6 separate regions of the Mus musculus genome follow, and regions 1, 2, 3, 4 and 5 are each linked to region 6. Evidence: chromatin contacts called from public HiCAR-type, HiChIP or PLAC-seq and Micro-C data. All regions are on one chromosome and are shown on one strand. The core of a region is the stretch at or near the end of the contact, and the rest is flanking DNA. Distances in the headings are between cores, read along the strand shown.

The links. Hi-C and Micro-C count contacts between places; a contact is called where the count stands out from the background. HiCAR-type assays count read pairs that join an accessible place to other places. HiChIP or PLAC-seq counts read pairs in DNA pulled down with a chosen protein or histone mark.
Region 1: a contact with region 6 is called in a HiCAR-type map of embryonic stem cells, with 3 times the contacts expected there. The contact joins the promoter of Ralbp1 here to the enhancer-like site in region 6. A contact is called at or near these places in 6 of 39 promoter capture datasets (the 3T3-L1 cell line, cranial neural crest, embryonic stem cells and 2 more), 1 of 15 datasets of contacts at CTCF or cohesin (large pre-B cells), 10 of 484 Hi-C or Micro-C datasets (the C2C12 cell line, cerebral cortex, embryonic stem cells and 1 more), 19 of 115 datasets of contacts at active chromatin or transcription factors (the NIH/3T3 cell line, embryonic forebrain, embryonic midbrain and 8 more) and 1 of 9 other capture datasets (embryonic tail).
Region 2: an H3K27ac HiChIP or PLAC-seq map of trophoblast stem cells shows a contact between it and region 6, with 7 times the contacts expected there. The contact joins two enhancer-like sites. A contact is called at or near these places in 1 of 15 datasets of contacts at CTCF or cohesin (embryonic stem cells), 28 of 484 Hi-C or Micro-C datasets (the Ba/F3 cell line, the G1E-ER4 cell line, adipose-derived mesenchymal stem cells and 16 more), 5 of 115 datasets of contacts at active chromatin or transcription factors (differentiating embryonic stem cells, embryonic hindbrain, embryonic stem cells and 2 more) and 4 of 9 other capture datasets (embryonic stem cells, embryonic tail, embryonic trunk and 1 more).
Region 3: a contact with region 6 is called in an H3K27ac HiChIP or PLAC-seq map of extraembryonic endoderm stem cells, with 7 times the contacts expected there. The contact joins two enhancer-like sites. A contact is called at or near these places in 3 of 39 promoter capture datasets (cranial neural crest, hippocampal neurons and liver), 2 of 115 datasets of contacts at active chromatin or transcription factors (embryonic stem cells and extraembryonic endoderm stem cells) and 1 of 9 other capture datasets (embryonic stem cells).
Region 4: an H3K27ac HiChIP or PLAC-seq map of embryonic stem cells shows a contact between it and region 6, with 2.7 times the contacts expected there. The contact joins two enhancer-like sites. A contact is called at or near these places in 3 of 115 datasets of contacts at active chromatin or transcription factors (all in embryonic stem cells) and 3 of 9 other capture datasets (embryonic stem cells, embryonic tail and embryonic trunk).
Region 5: a Micro-C map of embryonic stem cells shows a contact between it and region 6, with 8 times the contacts expected there. The contact joins the promoter of Vapa here to the enhancer-like site in region 6. A contact is called at or near these places in 1 of 39 promoter capture datasets (hippocampal neurons), 1 of 484 Hi-C or Micro-C datasets (embryonic stem cells) and 4 of 115 datasets of contacts at active chromatin or transcription factors (the NIH/3T3 cell line, embryonic stem cells, epiblast stem cells and 1 more).

What each region holds. Positions count from the first base shown.
Region 1 is chr17:65,883,630-65,886,664 of GRCm38.p6, forward strand. It overlaps Ralbp1 (ralA binding protein 1), which reads right to left and starts at 1,294. Exons shown (of 10, transcript NM_001198949.1): 1 at 1,049-1,294.
Region 2 is chr17:65,856,480-65,859,292 of GRCm38.p6, forward strand. It overlaps Ralbp1 (ralA binding protein 1), which reads right to left. Exons shown (of 10, transcript NM_001198949.1): 5 at 2,494-2,655; 6 at 1,183-1,314. Among named protein-coding and RNA genes, the nearest start is that of Ralbp1, 27 kb to the right of the region's middle. Within about 2 kb of position 1,457, at least 13 of the 459 cell types and tissues checked have an H3K27ac peak or open chromatin away from gene starts, as enhancers often do. A contact at or near this core is called in rod photoreceptor and trophoblast stem cells, where this site is marked.
Region 3 is chr17:65,766,523-65,769,319 of GRCm38.p6, forward strand. The region is part of intron 1 of Rab31 (RAB31, member RAS oncogene family); the gene reads right to left. Among named protein-coding and RNA genes, the nearest start is that of Rab31, 4.8 kb to the right of the region's middle. Within about 2 kb of position 1,364, at least 64 of the 459 cell types and tissues checked have an H3K27ac peak or open chromatin away from gene starts, as enhancers often do. A contact at or near this core is called in extraembryonic endoderm stem cells, where this site is marked.
Region 4 is chr17:65,915,166-65,918,255 of GRCm38.p6, forward strand. It overlaps Gm35550 (a long non-coding RNA gene), which reads left to right. Exons shown (of 3, transcript XR_385706.4): 3 at 935-1,514. Among named protein-coding and RNA genes, the nearest start is that of Gm35550, 3.7 kb to the left of the region's middle. Within about 2 kb of position 1,391, at least 171 of the 459 cell types and tissues checked have an H3K27ac peak or open chromatin away from gene starts, as enhancers often do. A contact at or near this core is called in embryonic stem cells, where this site is marked.
Region 5 is chr17:65,612,279-65,615,155 of GRCm38.p6, forward strand. Vapa (vesicle-associated membrane protein, associated protein A) reads right to left here and starts at 1,277. Exons shown (of 6, transcript NM_013933.3): 1 at 942-1,277. The coding sequence starts at 1,020.
Region 6 is chr17:66,477,776-66,480,947 of GRCm38.p6, forward strand. No RefSeq gene overlaps it. Among named protein-coding and RNA genes, the nearest start is that of Gm41608, 27 kb to the right of the region's middle. RefSeq lists an enhancer at 621-3,172. Within about 2 kb of position 1,731, at least 124 of the 459 cell types and tissues checked have an H3K27ac peak or open chromatin away from gene starts, as enhancers often do. A contact at or near this core is called in cerebral cortex, embryonic forebrain, embryonic stem cells and 7 more, where this site is marked.

The sequences.
Region 1 (3,035 bases), core at 44-2,543, 590 kb before region 6:
AATTCCTACTACAGAAAGTGATGGGACCTTTCCTTAAAGTGCTGTCTGAACACTAAACCAAAAGTAGGCTTATAACTTATCACTGAGTACTTTGTTAATAACGGCCAAGTATAGGTAATGCTACCCCAAAGCACCAGTGTTAGCCCACCCCCGTTCCATCAACACCACCAAAGCTGGGCAGTGCAACAGCTCAATGCCCACACTATAGCACTTCTGTCACAAGCACAGACCTCTAATGAAAACAGCTGTGATCTCTAAAAACCTTAGGGTACGCACGCTGCTCTCTCTGGAAGAATCCTTGTAATAATCTCCAAACTTGAACCAGCCCTACCTACTTCAGGAGACTGGAAAGTGGAGTAATTCGTCAAACCTGTTTCACAACGACATATTTAAAAGATGGAAAAAGAAAGCTGGCCTCGACTGAGAACACTCTGGTACGAAAACGCTTGAAAACGCCGTTGAGAATGGAGCTCCTAACTCCAGATCAGACAGAACACTTCTGAACCCTGGAACAAGTACCACTGCAAACAGGGTCGTCCCCTTGCCCAACGCCTGCCACGGGCGACAACAGGAGCTGTTCCCCCGACTCTACCCGGCAAACACGGAGACAGGTGGGCGAGCCAGATGCGCGAGGCAGATGCGACCCATAAACCGGAAGGCTTGCGTCAGGCCAGTCCCCGGCCGCAGCTCCGGCCAGGTGTGGCCCGCAGGGATGCCCCGAGGCCTGGAAGGGTCCGAGGAAGCAGCTGGACTCCCAACTAGCCTCTGGGTCCCAGAGCAACACAGGACACACCCGGGTGCTCCCAAGGAGGCCTGTCGGGCAGGCGGCGTGACCCACCCCAAAGGAGCAAGCTCCGGGGTGAAGCTTTCACGGACAACGTAAGGCGGGGCGGCCACGCCCCCCACCCCCAACTCCCATTCCGAGCCCGGGATCCCAAGCCCGGCACGCTGCGTGACAGGCGCGGGCGCGAGGCCGGGCGCCCGACGGCTCCCACGGACACCGCCGCAGCGTTGCGACCCCCGCGAGCGTCCGCTCCCCGCCACTGACCAGTGCCTGCCGCCGAGCGACCGTCCGCTCCGCTGCAGCCGCCGCCGCCTCCTCGCACTCACGCTTCCGCCACAACCGCCGCCTCCTGCGCTGCACCCCGGGCCGGCCGCGGGAGCCCCATTCCCACCCCGCCCAGCCTTCGCCTGTTTACAATGATTGGGACAGAACAGGACGAGCCGGCCCAGCGCGCACGCGCACGCCCTCCTCCCGCCGCAGCCGGCTTCCCGGGTCCTCGGCTCCTTGGCCGTGACGGCTAGGGCCGGCTAGGGCAAACGCCCCGCGTCCTCGCGTGGGGCACGCCGGGAGTTGTAGTTCTAGTTAACCCAACGCCCCGCTGCTGTAGGGCCCTTGTCTCCGACATAAACCACAACGCCCAGAAAGCACCGCGCCTCCCGAGCTGGAACTCGTTAAGGGGGAACAGGGAACCCGCGAGAGGATGCGCCAAACGCTAAGGCTCTGCAGGCGCCTGCGCAGTGTTCTGGGGAGCGAGTGGAACACACACACCTACCGGAGCGAATCCAAGTGAAAACAGTGTGGGAGCCCTGCGGAGCTCTGCTGGAAAGAAAGCGCGTTCCTCCCCAAGCTCTGGCCTGGTGTCCGCAGCTACTGAGAGTGACACTTTTCCCCCCAGCGTCTGCGTACTTTAAGTGGTTCCAACCAGTTAAACCAGCCTGGGCTGCTGACCCACCCCGCCTCTGGGCGGAGCACCTTGCTGGCCTTCTTTGGGCGGAGATCTTCCTTTGGAGAATTCTTGCCTGGGGGTTTGGAGAAAGGAGGCTTCTGGGGCCAGGGCTGGGCAATCCGCAGGACCCCTGAAGTGTGTTGACTTGCGGGAAACTGCTGGCTCCCACCCACTTGCCTCCGCAGTTAGCAATCCATACCCGAGTTAAAGCCGCACAGCATCACGTTCAGCTTACAAATAGAAACAGCTGCGTATCCTCCAGAAGTCCCCCACGAAGGACGGAAAACGTGTTGGCTGGTGCATACTGTAATAAACAGCACTCCATGGAATTATTCTGGGTTTATGACATTGGCAGTCAGAAGAGAGATGAGATTTCTAGTGTCTGCTTCTTCACTGATCCATCGTGTGCTACACTCCCAAGCCATCTTTGCTCAAATATGACAAGTCCATCCCCTTGTGCAAAAGAGTCACTCCCAGTGGAACACTGAGGTCCTAGAGGGACCTTTCCACAACCCCTGTAGCAATAAAACAGCCTCCATGAGAAGATGGCCTGTGAGTACGCCAGTTAAATTACTCCTTCCCGCTGGCAGTTCTGATTTGGTCAAGGGATAAGCACTGCCTGAGCGGGGCTTTATGGAGCCTTCCCTGGAATTGACATATGGGATAATGAGGTGGGGAAAGAGGCTTTTTTTTTTTTTTTTAACTGAGTAATTTACGTGTAACATCACGTGACTCGTTCACCGTGGAAGTGAATAAGGCTGAAAGCAGAGAAGTGGGGGACACAGCAAGGGAGAGGGAAAAGCAAGAGTGAAGACTGACTTCCTTCTGAGCCATAGTTTCTGCAGAGCCTTTAAGTGCCGCGTTTACGTGAGCCAATCCAGGAGTAATCTATGCACACTTTTTTTTATTATTTATTTGTGCTAATGGAGGTGCAAATAAAGAGCATATTTATTGGCTGTTTCTCAGCAGTCTTCCCTCCCCCTTAAGGAACACCACATAACCATTTCCGCTGGTAACTGTTTTAGAACTAGGCATCATGTCCAACCAGAGCCAATAACCCACAGAGACAGACCGAGGCTTCCACTAAACCGAAGCTTCCTCTCTGTTCTGGTGCAGTGAAGTACTTGAGGTCTGCAAAAGGAGGAACCATTTTTGTCTCCTATCAGAGAAAAGCTAAACAGAAGAGAACTCAGGGAGAGGATGAAGCTAATAATGTCAAACAAATGCAATGTGTTCCGGGACAGAAGGTAGGCAGGTCTATTTGCTGCCCGTTATAAAAAGTTTGGTTTTGTTTGTTTGTTTGTT
Region 2 (2,813 bases), core at 207-2,706, 620 kb before region 6:
ATAACACGCGAGTGCTATGGACTGAATTCTGGTACTTATCTTTGCAAAAGCAAGCACTAAGCAACTAAGCCGTTTCCACAGCTAGAGTCCTTTTATTCAACACAGACACACATAACGAAGAGACACAAAAGCCAAACATCCATCTATGTCCCGGACTCTTCACATAAGGGCTGCTGGACAACGCAATTAGATCAACAACTGCAATCTGCCCTGGGAAACTTAGGCACACATCCAAAGCCAAGCATGGTGGCCCATGCCTATAATCCAGCATGTGGGAGACAGAGGCAGCAGGATCCAGAGTTCAAGGTCACCTTGGCTATAGAACAAACTTGAGACTACTGGCCCACATGAGATCTTATTAAAACAAACAAACAACAACAACAACAAAAAGAGTCCATGAGACAGAGGAAACAAAAGATTGACAGTTTAGTGAGCTGGAGAGAAAAACAAAAGGAAAGGTTCCCTCCCAGATTGAAAACTGTGTGCAGCTACAAGGATCTCAGGCTTGTGCTCTCAACAAGTGCCGTATCCTTGAAGCAAAAGGCCTGAGGTGTTGTCTTCTCACAATGACCCACAGCTCCACTCTCCAGGTCCCAGAGGTGTTAACTAGTGTCCGCAGGCTGTGCTACTCAATCTGCTGCTGGGTCTGCATGTGGCTTGTACGACCTTTCAGAGGTGTGGATTTTAGCTTTGATGTGACTGGGAAACTGAATCCAGACTCAGCTTCACACACTAAAGTAGCACAAAACCACAAGTGGGCCTTGTGCACTCCCAACAAAGCAGCAGGGCCACACGGTTCTTCCCTCCAGTGACTGCAAAGCAGAATCCGTCCTGGGCCTTCCAGCCCTGCATTTCCATTCAAAACTCAAACTTCTCAGCAGTGTCTCTCACTCTTACAGCTCTGTCCACAGACACAAACCAGGCAGGAAATAACAAGATCACCTTTGTAATTAAAAAACAAAAAGTCTTTCTAAACTTAATGAAATATTTGATTTATACCACACTAAAGTATGAATAACACAAAGCAGGAAACATTTGTGTGAATAAATTTCCCACCAGAGAATTTAGCATCAACAGACAGGTATGTTCTACTTTTAAAAGAATATCTTACAGCAGTGTACAGAAGGCTCATCCACACTTCCTGTAGGTTTATTAGACACAAGATGTAAGAGAATAACTCACTTGTCTTTTAGCTTCCCTCAGCTTTCTCTTGAGGGCAGTCAGAATCCTCTGTACTTCCCATAATCTTTCTTCTTTAGATAAGTCCTTTATCCCGCCCTGCAGATCTCGATGTAAACAATTCAAAAGGAACTCCTAGATAACAAAAGGATACATGGTGTCCACTGGTCTTGTTATCTGACAGCAGCACCTGCAGTTTCTCAGATGAAGACCCCCAGCTCTCGATCTGCACAGCAACAGCGACCTCAGTCCCTTATTTTTGGAGGTTCAGTAGTAATTAGCCCATATCTTTGCTCTTCCTTCTCTCCTCACAGCAACTGGTAAGTAGAACTCAGCCAACAAGGAAAACAGGCCTGTGGTAATAGTCATGCAACGCAACCAGCGTTCTCAAGGTTCTACTCGGTCTTGAGTTTCTTACCAGTCAGTCTCAGGCTCTCTGCCTCCCCTGACACACTTGTGCGTGTTCACACACACACATTTGCTGGGTTTCTTCTAGATACCAAAGTAGTACAGTGGAAAAGCTCCATGCTTGAGCTAATCTTGGTTACATAGTCTAGGAATTATGTCACAGTATCTTAGCTGTAAAACAGGATGGGTAACGTGTTGCACTTTGTCCAGAAAAGCAAACATGTTTGAGATCCTGGCTATGGGCTGAGTCCTTCCCATGCATTATTCCCCACATTCATTCCCTGAGTTGATCCATTCTAAAATGAGAATACCAAGGTTTAAGGAGGTTGAACAATTTGCCTTACATTAGCATGTCAAGGATGAGCAGAGGGCTGAGGAGATGGCACAGAGGTTAAGAGCACTGGATGCACAACAACCATCTGTAATGGGATCTGATGCTCTCGTCTGGAGTGTACTCATATATATGTCAAAAGAAGATGAGCAGAGTGGAAATTTGAAACTAATTCTTACAGTTTAAAACCCTATGCTATTGCTATTTCTAACACGGCAGCTCACTCACACAATATGAACTAGGACAGCTGGAAATGTGCCCTGAAGAACATGCTCCCAGGACAAGGGCAGAGCTCAGTGGGTAGACACTTGCATAAGGCCCTGGGTTCCATCCTCAGCACTGCACAAAACTGGGTGTGGTCCCACAACTTCAGCACACAAGAGGCGGAGGACTGTACACAGGAACTGCACACTACTCCATAAGCTAGGGCTGACCACCTCCATTCCACAGCCCTTTGTGGGCAGCACAGAAGCAGGCAGGGAGGGCTGAGGAGAGAGAAGGGCAGGGGCAGGGGCAGGGGCAGGGGCAGGGGCAGGGGCAGGGGCAGGGGCAGGGGCAGGCAGGGCAGCACACACCTGTCTCCTGATCTCCTCCTTGATGCCTGCTTGGGTCTCTGGCAGTGTGGGCATCGTGGCCATGTTGGACCAGCGCAGAGGTCTTGTTACTTGCTTCAGGACCACGGTGCCAAAGAGCTCTTGCACATGTGTGAAAAGCACGTACAGGACCCGATTGCTGATCTGCAGACAACAGATTCAGAGGTGCGTAAGACCATGAAAGTGATCTTTACCTTCGCCAGTCACACTATGCAGCCTTTAACTCTGGATACTATGCAGGTCTCCACGGGGGACAGAACAGGCTTCACTAATGATCAGTTTAGGTGAAAGCCCGGCTTGAG
Region 3 (2,797 bases), core at 114-2,613, 710 kb before region 6:
CAAGCAGGCATGGTGCAGGCAGAGCTGAGAGTTCTACATCTTCATCTGAAGATTGCAAATGGAAGACTGACTTCCAGGCAGTTAGGATGAGAGTCTTAAGCCCATGCCCACAGTGACACACCTACTCCAATGAGGCCACGCCTAATAGTGCCACTCCCTGGGCCAAGCATATACAAACCGTCACATAAGGCAACAGCCTCAGTTGCAATGGAGACCCCAGGATGTTGGAGCTGCCAGGGCCAGGGAAAGATGACCTAGGACAGCAAAGGGTTATATGTGCAACCAACCTAAGCCTATGAAAGGAGCTATTTATTACACAGATGGCAGACCTGGAGAAGCAAAATTGCCCACGCCTTTTGGGGCCCAGGAGATCATGAGTGAGTTCCAGATTCTGAACTACAGAACATGTCTTTTGGTTTAGCGTTTTTTGTTTGATTTTGTTTTTTGAGACAAGGTATCTCTACATAGCCTTGGCTGTCCTGGAACTCACTAAGCAGGCCAGGCTGCCTTCAAATTCACAGAGATCTACCTACCTTTGCCTCCTGAGCATTGGATTAAGGGAATGTGTCATCATACCATGCTTTAGTCTTTTTTGTTTGTTTGTTTGTTTTTGTTTTTTTGTTGTTGTTGTTTTTTTTCGAGGCAGGGTTTCTCTGTGTAGCCCTGGCTGTCCTGGAACTCACTATGTAGACCAGGCTGGCCTCAAACTCAGAAATCCATCTGCCTCTGCCTCCCAAGTGCTGGGATTAAAGGCATGCGCCACCATGCCCGGCCCCATGCTTTAGTCTTAATATGCTACTTCTTATGCCCTGGTTCTTCCATTCGGGGATAAGAAGTGCTTACTCCTCGAGTTTACATTTCTTTTCTTTCCTTTTTTCATTTTACAGGAGCATACAGATTAGAGATTTTGGATTTGTTTAAAAAGACAATAACGGATTGACCTGTCCCCCAAAACCCCTCTCTTCCCCAAACTGCCTTTGGTAGGAGTATTTTTATCACAGCAACACAATGGAACTAGCACAGAATGATAAGGAGAGAGGCCAGTAGGAGCGTGACTGCCGATTATCTCCCTAGACAAGAGGACACATAAAGAATAGGCTGCTTGAGGAGGGCCTGTTCTGAGTGTCTGTTGAGGCGAAGTGCTGCACCGGCTCTTCCGGCCCCATCCATGGTAGAGCGGTCAGTCAACAGGCAGCACAGATAGCCGTGTGCACACAAAGTGGTACCCATGGTGTGGTGTTGGAATTGTCACCCGATGCAGTGAGAGATCATGGGGGTTAAGGGAGATACAACAGAGGCTGGAAAAAAGGAATCTGGACCCTCTCTCTGATCAGAGAGGATCTGTGCAAGCCCTTACTCTAAGGCTTTGCTAGGAAAGAAGAATGGCAACTCTACCCCAATACAACCTCTCTCCCACTGGCCATGCCACAATGTCTGCCGTTTGCAATTTCTCATCCCTGCATTCTTTCTACCAACAGTTGACGCAGTCAGAAAGCCAGTGCCACTGTTTGGGGGAACTCTTACAGACACAAGAACAATAAACCAGATCTTCTTTGTTTCCCAGAGTATCCAGTCGTGAGTATTTTGTTATATGGAAACAGCAAACAGCCTGATAGATAGTTATAGTGTGAGGTTGGAATTGTCACCTGATGCTCTGGGAGATAATGGGGTTTAAGTGAGATATGTAGATAAATAGTTGTTTATTCTAACTTATGGTCATGTGCATTTATTCCAGGAAACTCCCAACAAATCACAGAACCTTATCCGGTGGTGCTTTCCATATCAGAGAGCTCAGTGTGTCTCAGAGCAATCCACTTGACATCACATGGCTCTGATGGCTGTACTTGGAGGTAGAACCCTGTTCACTGTGGGTCCTAATGCCCCCCTTGCAACCATGAAGCCCTACTCTGTCACAAGCCCTGCACACATCTACACTCCCACAGCCTGGATGTCTCATGAAAATCCTGGGTGTGTGTGCATGCTCTTTTGGTGAGACACCAGATACATACTAACAAAGGCCGTGGAGGAAGAAAAAGCCGGGAAGCCCTCAGCTGCACTCTTAATACTCCCTTGGCTGCTGAGGAAGTAGCAGAAGTCTCTAAACTGTTGTCAAGACAACCAAAGCACAAACACAAATCTCTTTGGGATCCCATCAGGAAGCAGTTTTTTAGCCCAAAATAAATAGGCTACTCCTCCCCCTCCTCTTCGCTCTGTCTCCTGCTCTTGCCACATGGCGGTATGCGCTAAAAATGCTAACTGGGAAGCTTTCCACCTTTGAGGTTAGGACAACTGCTGCAATATTTGTGTGTGTGTGTGTTTGAACATGTACATTGGGTGGTGTTGTTTTTTAAAGTGTCCTGTTTCATAATACTAGTTCAGATTCCATGGTGGGATGGCCTGGCACATGACTGGCAAAGCTGAGACCTACTGGGTATCCACGGACCTCTGCCTGGTGCAGTCTGGCATGCTAACTCTCCGGGGCTAGCTTCCACAGTGTGCCCCACTGACCCCCAGGGGAGAGCATTCACAAGGCTGGCTGCGATTGTCCCCATGTGGCATAAAAGGAGAAAACCCACACGTGTATAACTGGTAGAAAACAAAAATCCTTAAGGTTCTTGAGCGCTTGACTTTGCAAGATTGTTATGCTACCAGAGTATCCCACAGGCCAATGCTAATCCCACCATGGAGCACTTATCAAAAAGAAACAGAGTCAGACACACTAAGTACACAGTAGGAGCACCAAGGTTCTAGGCAAGGTTCCTAGGGACATGTAAAGAGACCGTGCCATCTGGCCCGC
Region 4 (3,090 bases), core at 141-2,640, 560 kb before region 6:
GTGTGATCCCCAACACCATGGTCAAAAGCAAGTTAGGAGCAAAGGGTTTCCTTGACTTACATTTCCACACCCCTGTTCATCATCAAAGGAAGTCAAGAGAGGAACTCAAGCAGGGCAGGAACCTGGAGGCAGGAGCAGATGCAGAGGCCATAGAGGGTGCTGCTTACTGGCTTATACAGCCTGCTTTCTTTCTTTTCTTTTCTTTTTTTTTTTTTTGGTTTTTCGAGACAGGGTTTCTCTTTTAGCTCTGGCTGTCCTGGAACTCACTCTGTAGACCAAGCTGGCCTCGAACTCAGAAATCCACCTGCCTCTGCCTCCCGAGTGCTGGGATTAAAGGCGTGTGCCACCACGCCCGGCTCAGCCTGCTTTCTTATAGAACCCAGAACCACCAGCCCAGGGATGGAACCACCCACAACAGAGTTGGCCCTACTCACTAATCATTAATTAAGAAAATGCGCTACCAGAATTGCCTACAATCTCAATCTTAGGAATGCATTTTTTTTTTCCTCAATTGAGGTTCCCATTTCTCAGATGACTCTAGCTGTGTCAAGTTGACGTAAAACTAGCCAGCAACGGTATGGAGACAATACATATAGGCCATTCCATCACTGACTTGGGAATGATGGGAGAGATATCCTACCCAGGATGCAGTTGGTGTGGATGAGCTCTGAGCTCCAGGAGAGGTGCCCTCCTTCAGTTCCCCGGCCTGTGGGAAATATGCATTCTCTGTAGGTGCTGTCTCTGCTCCCCTGGAGAAGGGTCCCCATTGCAGGCCTGGCTGCTTATAGCTCCAGCAGAAAGATCAGTATTTGAAAGTAACTGAAAATATAGGTAATATAGATAGACTTGGAGTCTATCTATATAACTCATTAGCAGAGTCAGAAGAATCAAATATTGAATAAGAAACAACTTCTCCCCTTCTCCCACTGAACAGGAGGCAGCTGAACAAGACACAGCTGTTTGGAGACCAGCATTCTGGGGAAGGCCCCTCTCTGTACAGCCCAGGAGGGAATCTCTGAATAGTTGCACTCTTGGACTGCGCTCAGTGTTCCTCATCAGCTGGAGGCCGCATCATCAGCTTCATTTTGTTGCCTCTGTCATTGTTTTGGAGCCTTAGAGCGTGAACGTGCCTGGCCCCCTGCCATGGCTGCAGGAGTGGAGCCAGGGTGTGTACTGCAGCCCAGAGGAGGAGCCTCACACTCTTCTGCAAAAAGATTCCAGGGAGGAAATCTGGAAAGTCTTTTCAAAACAACTCACAAAGGAAGGAGAGCTGCCAACTCTTGCAGGGTTGGTTTGCCCTAATAAATGATCAGTTACTTAACGTGAGCACCACTCAGTGCTTCTTCCATGCTGGAAGCCCTGGCCCCAGCAAGGGAGCGAAGGCTTTGTATGACCAGGAGGACATTCTGAGTCATGATCAGCATGGAGGCCCCGTGATCAGGACAGGAGGAGGGGACCATAGAGAGGCTGAGGGAAGTGGTCGTCTCACACAGTAAAGCACTGCTAACAGACGAGAACCTGGGCTAGTGTTTTATGTGATTAAAAATAGTCTTCTTTAAAAATACATCCCTCTCCCTGCTCCTCCCTCTCCCCTCCTCCTGCTCCTCCTCCTCCTCCTGCTCCTCCTCCTCCTGCTCCTCCTCCTCCTCCTCCTCCTCCTCCTCCTCTTCTTCTTCTTCTTCTTCTTCTTCTTCTTCTTCTTCTTCTTCTTCTTCTTCTTCTTCTTCTTCTTCTTCTTCTTCTTCTTCTTCTTCTTCTTCTCCTCCTCTCTCCCTGTCTCTGTCTCTCTCGTTTTCTAGACAAGGCTCTTCCATGTAGCCCTGGGGGGGTAGGGGTGGGGGTGGAGGGGTGGGTGGTGGTGGTGGTGGTGTGGGGTGGGGTGGGGGGAGGAGTGGGGGAGGGTTAAAGTAAGCTTATTCAGGCTCTTTGTGCCTTTACTCATGAGCCCCTCTCTGATTGGTGAGAGGCTCAGAGTTTCGCTAACTCTCTGAGAGCCAGAGAAAAAGGAAAAGAAAGTCATGCGTGCAGTAAGAAAATCCTTTATGCAGGCAATATGTACAGACATATACACATTCATACACACATACACTCTGGTCGGGTCCGGTCCGACCGCATGTCTTACCAGCTCCACAAGTGTTCATGCCTATTTACATAATACACATATACCTACATATCTATGTATAGACAGATATACATATATATATATACATTTGGTAGGTGGATGGGGCATAGCCCCAGGTGTTACCACCTTTTTCCTTCTCTCAGGCCAGATAAAATGTTATACAAAAGGGGAGTCCATAGTAAGTTTGAAGCCGTGTTTCAGTCTTTTTTTTATATATATATTTTTCTTATTTTAAAGATTTATTTATTTTATGCATATGGTCTTTTTATTTATTTGTTTGTTTGTTTTTGTTTTTGTTTTTGGAGACAGGCTTTCTCTTTGTAGCTCTGGCTGTCCTGGAACTCACTATGTAGACAAGGCTGACCTCGAACTCAGAAATTCGCCTGCCTCTGCCTCCCAAGTGCTGGGATTAAAGGCGTGAGCCACCACTGCCTGGCTTATTTTATGTATATGAGTACACTGTAGCTGTCTAAAGACACATCAGGAGAGTGTATCGGATCCCATTACAGATGGTTGTGAGTCACCATGTGGTTGCTGGGAATTGAACTCAGGACCTTTTGAAGATTAGTCAGTGCTTTTAACCTCTGAGCCATCTCGCCAGCCTCGCGGTGTTTCATTCTATAAGCTCATTATAAGTTCATAGCAACATTGCACAGGCCTTGCTTTATCATACATAGCGCACACTTGTAGCTTCATCCTTGTACCTGATCTAAAATGAATGATTTTACTTGATCACAAATTTGTTCGACACCTATTTTTCTTTTTAGTGTAATTGTAAAAGCTCGTTGTATTCCTTCTTATGCAGCCTTTACTTACTATTCTATGAGGAGGGGGGCACATTCTTTCTATTCTTGATTCTGACTTTATTAAATCTTTCTTACATCTTTATTACAGCTAAAGCCATCTCCCCAAAACTTTCAAAAATTATCAAATCAGGAATTCTATAAAATCACTAATTCATCTAAACA
Region 5 (2,877 bases), core at 27-2,526, 870 kb before region 6:
CTTTTGGTTCTCCTTAAAATAAAGTAAATTGTTCTGTGTAACGTTTCGTTTCCTACACACTGAGAAGGCAAACCGCCTTGGATCTGAACAAGAATCACCAAGCCACTGTCTATCACAGTCAATGCTCCAAAGTCAACAGTTCCAGAGCTGTGTGGCACCTTAGCAGCTTTCTCGGGATACGCAGGGAAACCGCAAGCGTAAGCGGGTCACAAACGCTGAAAGAATTCTTCAGTAAAGACAGTGTGCACTCAAGGACTGGGTCCTCCGTACCTAGGGACAATCCGAGCTGACACAAGGGACCCACTACCATTAACCTCTGACCATGCATGCCCCAGCTGACGCACAGCTTTCTGCCGCGCGCCTGGGGGCCGTGCCAACACGCGGGGTCAGTCCCAGCCAGAGACTCTGCTGCCTGGTCTCCCGGCTCAGCCAGAGTCCCGCACCTGACCGGGAAAGACTCCGGGCGAGGCCGCGACCGTGAACGCCTCCTCGCCCGCGGCGGACCGCGCCTGCCCAAAGCCGCCGAACGGCGCCCACTGGCGCCCGCCGACTAGGGAGCTCCGGCTCCCAGTCGCCCTCCCGCACCGCCCGACCGCACCGCGCCGCGCCGCGGCCGCCCCTGGGGCAAGGACGCCATGCGGGCCGGCGGGCAAGGCGCGGGCGGGCTCCCACGGCGCCCCCGCGGGGCCGCAAGATGGCGGCGGAGCCCTCCGCGGCGCCCGGCGGCTCCCTCCCCTCCCCTCCGCAGCGCAGCCCAGCCCGGCCCGGCCCGGCCCGGCAGCGGCGGACGGCGAGGCGCGGGGCCGAGGGACGCAGCGGGGCCGCGGCTCCGACGCTCGGCCGGGGCGTGGGGGAGGGGAGCACGGCCCGGCCACCCCGCCGCCGCCCGCCAGCCCCAGCCCCAGCCTCAGCTCCGCTCCGGAGCGTCCCAGCCAGCCTACCTTTGAATTTGAGGTCTGAAGGAGGGTCGAGGACCAGGATCTGCTCGTGCTTCGCCATGGCCCCGGAGGCGGACGCCATAGGAGACAGCGCAGCGCAGAGCGGGGGCGCGCCCGCGGCGGCGGTTCGCTGGCGGGGGCGAGGGGACGGTGGCGGCGCCGGCTCCGCGGAGCTCTAGGACGGGGCCAGGCTCACGATTCCCGAAGCTCCGCGCCTGCTGCCGGGCCGCGGGGGTCCCGAGGGCAGCCTGTCCGCTCAGCAGCTCCGGGTGTCACAACTGACTCAACCCCACACCAGCCGCCGCGGCCACGCGCACTGCGATCCTCGGCGCCCCACGTGACGGGCCCTACGTGCCTACGTGCGCGCCCCCGCGGCCTGGAGCCCTCGTGCTGGCCCCGCCCTCCGGGCCTAACTGGGGGGTGGGAGGGGTCAACGCTGAGCTAGTGCGCCTGCGCACCTCCGACTTGGCCGCAGCTCCGGGCGCCGCGCCGCTGTCAATCTCCGTAGAGCAGGGTCGGGGGGGCGGAGCGGGGCTCTTTGCGGGGAGACGCGGTGCACGGCGCCCCGGGAAGGGGGTGTCGTTCTTGGGGCCCTGGAGCTGCGAGTGCGGGGCTGGAGCGCCGACTACGACGCTACCTCACGGCGTTCCAAGTGGAATTCCGAACGGAAGAGAGTCATGAAGCGCCGGGTACCTCGACTCCCAGCATGCCCTGTGCGGGCGGCGCCTCCGCGGTGGCTGCTGGGAACCGGGAAGGCGACCTGGGTCCGTTGGAGGCGAGTGGGTGGGGCCGCTGACGCGGCTTTTGGCTCGCCGAGGGCGTCTTGTCTGCCCTGGAAAAGAGAAGGGTTTTTGCAGGCTGCCTGGAAGCCAGGCATCCCAGGAGAGACCGCCCTTTGGGAGAGCGGCAGGGCGTGTCCCTCTGGTCTGCTGGGGATTCCTTCCGCCCTCAGCGAACGTGCGCTCCGTTCTGCCTGCTGTTCCAAGACTGCCTCCTCCCCATCTCCCTCCTGCCCAGCCAAAGGAAACACATCTCGCTCACAAGCGAACGAGTTCCAGGGGAAATCTGTGCCAGGCACAGTTTCTCTACAAGGGTAGAAACGAAATCTCTGTTCCTACAGCGTGGAGTTCACGTGCTGTATCTACAGTGTGGTTCACTTCAAACTCATACCCAAATCTGTTTGCCACATTCTCGTGCTAGGGACGAATTTTATCTGTATCACTTAGGAGAGCCTGTACCAAATGAGAAAAAAAAAAAAAAATGCCAAGCAAGTTGCTGACAGATATTCAGCCCCTTGCCAGGGTATCCAGGGACGGGAAGAGCAAACAAAACAAATGGATGTGCTGTAAAAACCTTTATTGTGTCCTATGGTGCTGCTTGAATTTAAATCTCTAGGAAGCTCCGTGCGAAACAAAGCACATATTCATGCTTCTGCCACGAAAAGGCACTCTAGATTGCTTGGAAGTAAATGTCGAAATGAGCAGTCTAGAATACAGCTAATTAGACTTTTTCAACTTGCCGCCCCGACACCTGAAAAACTTTCATGCCACTCGAGGTATATAGGATATAATAGTGGTATAAAGCAAACATTGGTCGTTTAAAAAAAAAAGTTTGTTTTCTTTCTTTGAATGCTTACTTTGTATCCTAACCTAAAAAATGAATTTTGAAAAGAAGCAGACCAAAAATCCATTTAAGACAAAAGCAAGCTTGTATGCAAACGAGATGGATTTCCTTGTTCATCTCTACGTAAAAATTATTTATTCTTGGCTGAATATTTGATATTGCTAAACACAACATTGTCAACTTTTTTTGTAATTGATTGCTATTTTGATTTTATAATTACCAATGCTGAGAATCATTTTATATAAATACCTAGTGCAAAGTGGCAAAAAAATAGATTTGGAAACATTTCAAAAATAGTTGGAAATTCTATCCCAAT
Region 6 (3,172 bases), core at 481-2,980:
AAAAAACCCAGAGTTAGCCGGGCGTGGTGGCGCACACCTTTAATCCCAGCACTCGGGAGGCAGAGGCAGGCGGATTTCTGAGTTTGAGGCCAGCCTGGTCTACACAGTGAGTTCCAGGATAGCCAGGGCTATACAGAGAAACCCTGTCTCTAAGAAAACAAAAACAAAAACAAAAACACAGAGTTGCCTTTCTTGCAGAAGCAATGCTCCAGAGTCCTGTTCACACCATGGGATGCTTGGTGGCCATTTCAAGGTGAAATGGCTTACCTCCTGAATTTGGAATTTTTTTTCAAATTTCCTTTCCCATTTTATAAAGAGAAAATAGCTACTTACAGGAGGAAAATGAAGGGTTAAAATATTTTATAATGAAGTATTTTCTCAATCAAATAAAATGGGGTCAACTACCAACTTGAATGTTTCACATCTTATCTTACGTTGCTTGAGAGACTTGTACCACTCCCATTTCTCATTTATAAGTGCAAAAACCTCACTCTTTTCTCCACATTATTCAAGCTGAGAAGTCTATCACTACTAGCACTTGCCACATTTACAAACGTAAACCACCCAAAGATGAAGATCAATTTAGCTGATGAAAACTTAGAGCAGGATACTTTGGCTCACACAGAACCAGTGTGTGCACGGTAATCTTTTTCCTACGGTGGATTACAGAGGCCACATGTCATCATCTATCTGCAGACTAGAAATAGACTGTTTCATTGCATTCTACCCAGAGAGCGGGTGTCGCTGGCAGGCCCTCAAAGTAGCTAAGAGTGAGTCTAGCTCTTGCAGAAGACCTAAGGGAGGACCCTAGCCCATCACATGAGGTGACTCCCAATCACTTATGACTCCAGTGTCAGGACATCTGCCACCCTCCGGTCTGCACAGGCACCTTCATGAAATGGTACACATAAAATTCACACAGATGCATGCACATACACGTTAGTAAAAATACATAAATCTTTTAAAACATGACTGTGTTTAAAAAAAAAAATCGTGTGATACATACATGCCCATGCACAATTATTGTTTGTCAATTAAAAGAAGAGACGGGTATGGTGGTATGCGTGTATGCCTGTCTGTTTGAGTATGTCTGTGTATGTGAGTACAGGTGCCAATCAGAGGCCAGAAGGGTCAGATCCTTTGGAGATGGAGTTATATCGGTGGTTGTGAGCTGCCTGACATGGGTGCTGGGGACTGAGTCAGGCTCTCTGTAGGGCAATCGCTTCCCTTAACCGCCGTGCCCTTTCCAGCCTCTAGTGATTATCAATGAAAGCCCTTTGGAGACCAGCAGGCTCTGGAAAAAGCTTTCCCTGATATCCCTTAACCTGCCTCAATATTGGACCATCAAAAAAGGAAAACCATTGCATTCGTCTCCTTTCTGAGGCTTGGCGGAACTGACGCCCAGCCGGCTCTGTTCCAAGCTGTCCTCTGGACTCATTCTCTCCTCCTCCGTATCGCTTGTACCCCCCTGTCCCCTCTAAAACAGTGTATAGAGACCTCAGGCCTCAGCGCTCCTGGTACCACCGACCTCCTTCCCTCACAAAGACAAGAGGGCAGGGAAGCGTGGATCAGCTCTCCAAACCACACTCCTAGAGGACAGGTGACAGAGGGAGAGCATGACAGACAGTGGAGAAAGGAGGAAAGCAAGACTAGCGTGCCTCAGCCCACGCATGCTCCGAGGAGCTGTGCTCGCCCGCTTAGGCAGCCTCAGCGCACGCATGCTCCGAGGAGCTGTACGAACCCACCAGGCTGCATGTAGGTTGTGGGCCAAGACTGTATGAGAGTCTCTGAAGGGAGTTTCCATTCTGCTGGTTAGAAGCCATGGATCCTAGATAAGTCACTTTCCCTCTATCTTGGAGTCCCTGGTTCAGACATCAGGTGACCAAAATCCGCTTGTTTCGCAAGCTCCTTTGAGAATAAATTCATCCAAAACGGGGAGTTGTGACAGAAGCCTGTAAATTCAGCACTTGGAAGCGGGGGTGGGGGGTTAGGAGGGTGGGGGAAGATAGGCCGTTCAAGGTCATCCTTAACCAAGAAGTGGGGGAAGAAACAGAAAGGAAGACAGAATAGGCAGCTATTGATATGGAAATCCAGTACGGCACACAGCACCCTTTGCCACAGCCTCCACCTCCGACCCTGCGCTTTGCATACAGCTGGAGCCTTCCCTCTGAAGTCACTGAGCCTACGGGTGTCTAGAGGGACAAAGAAAGGCGCGGCTGTTGCGGGAGCTGTAGAATAAAGGTTTAGCCCGGACCCCTATTGTCCTGCCTTCTTACTCTTGTTTTCACATTTCAATTAGCAAAGCTGAACTGGGAGGCCAACTCTTTGTTTTCGTCGTAGCCTAACTCAAATTCAACGCTAACCTGAAGAATCTGTGGTACGGCGATAAAAATAAAGTGGTCAAATCGGAGGTTGTCAGTCACAAACCAAAAGGGCCTACGCAAAGTCATAATCCTAAGGAGGGCATTTTAGGATGACTTTCAAAACAAAGTTAGCCTCTTTTTTGGGAGGGGGTTGTGTGTGTGTCTGGGCGGGTTCTTCTCGGCTTAAACAGGCTCCTCCTGGGCAGAAGTTACTGTGGCTTGGAGAGCCCAGTATTGCCTATCTGATGGGTCCCAGGGCCTCCCCGCCCTGGTTCAACGTGATCCGATTAGCTGGCAGTCTCCGGAGGTCAGGAGCCCAGCTGCAAGTGCAAATTGGTCTTGGGAAAGGGTGTGGCTTCCAGTCTCTGCTAGTCTCCCCCACATCAGCAGGGCTGCTTTCCTTGGTAAAATTCAGGAGGACTGGAGGAGGAGAGAATTTTTATCGAGTCCTTAGCATTGAGGCGACCCTGTGCACTGGTACAGGCTGACCTCCCCTCATCAGCGCAGATGGCCTGCAGCCAGTGTGACCAGCCCCCAGCCTCCCGTTCCCTCATAGATTGCTCAGTGCCACTGATCCACCCGCGACTGTCGCTGTTTATGATTTAATTTATACTAATAGGTTAAAGCGTAGCTGTGACATTTGTCATTTTGTATGGGAGCAACATGCTTCTGTAAGGCAATTAACGCTAAATGCTCACTACAGTACGGTAGTGACGCTTGTCTGTGTGAATTGTTATTGAAGTACGCCAAGGCAGATTTCCCAAACAGTAAGCGTACACTGCCGATTTAAATTGATCCTTGTACCCACA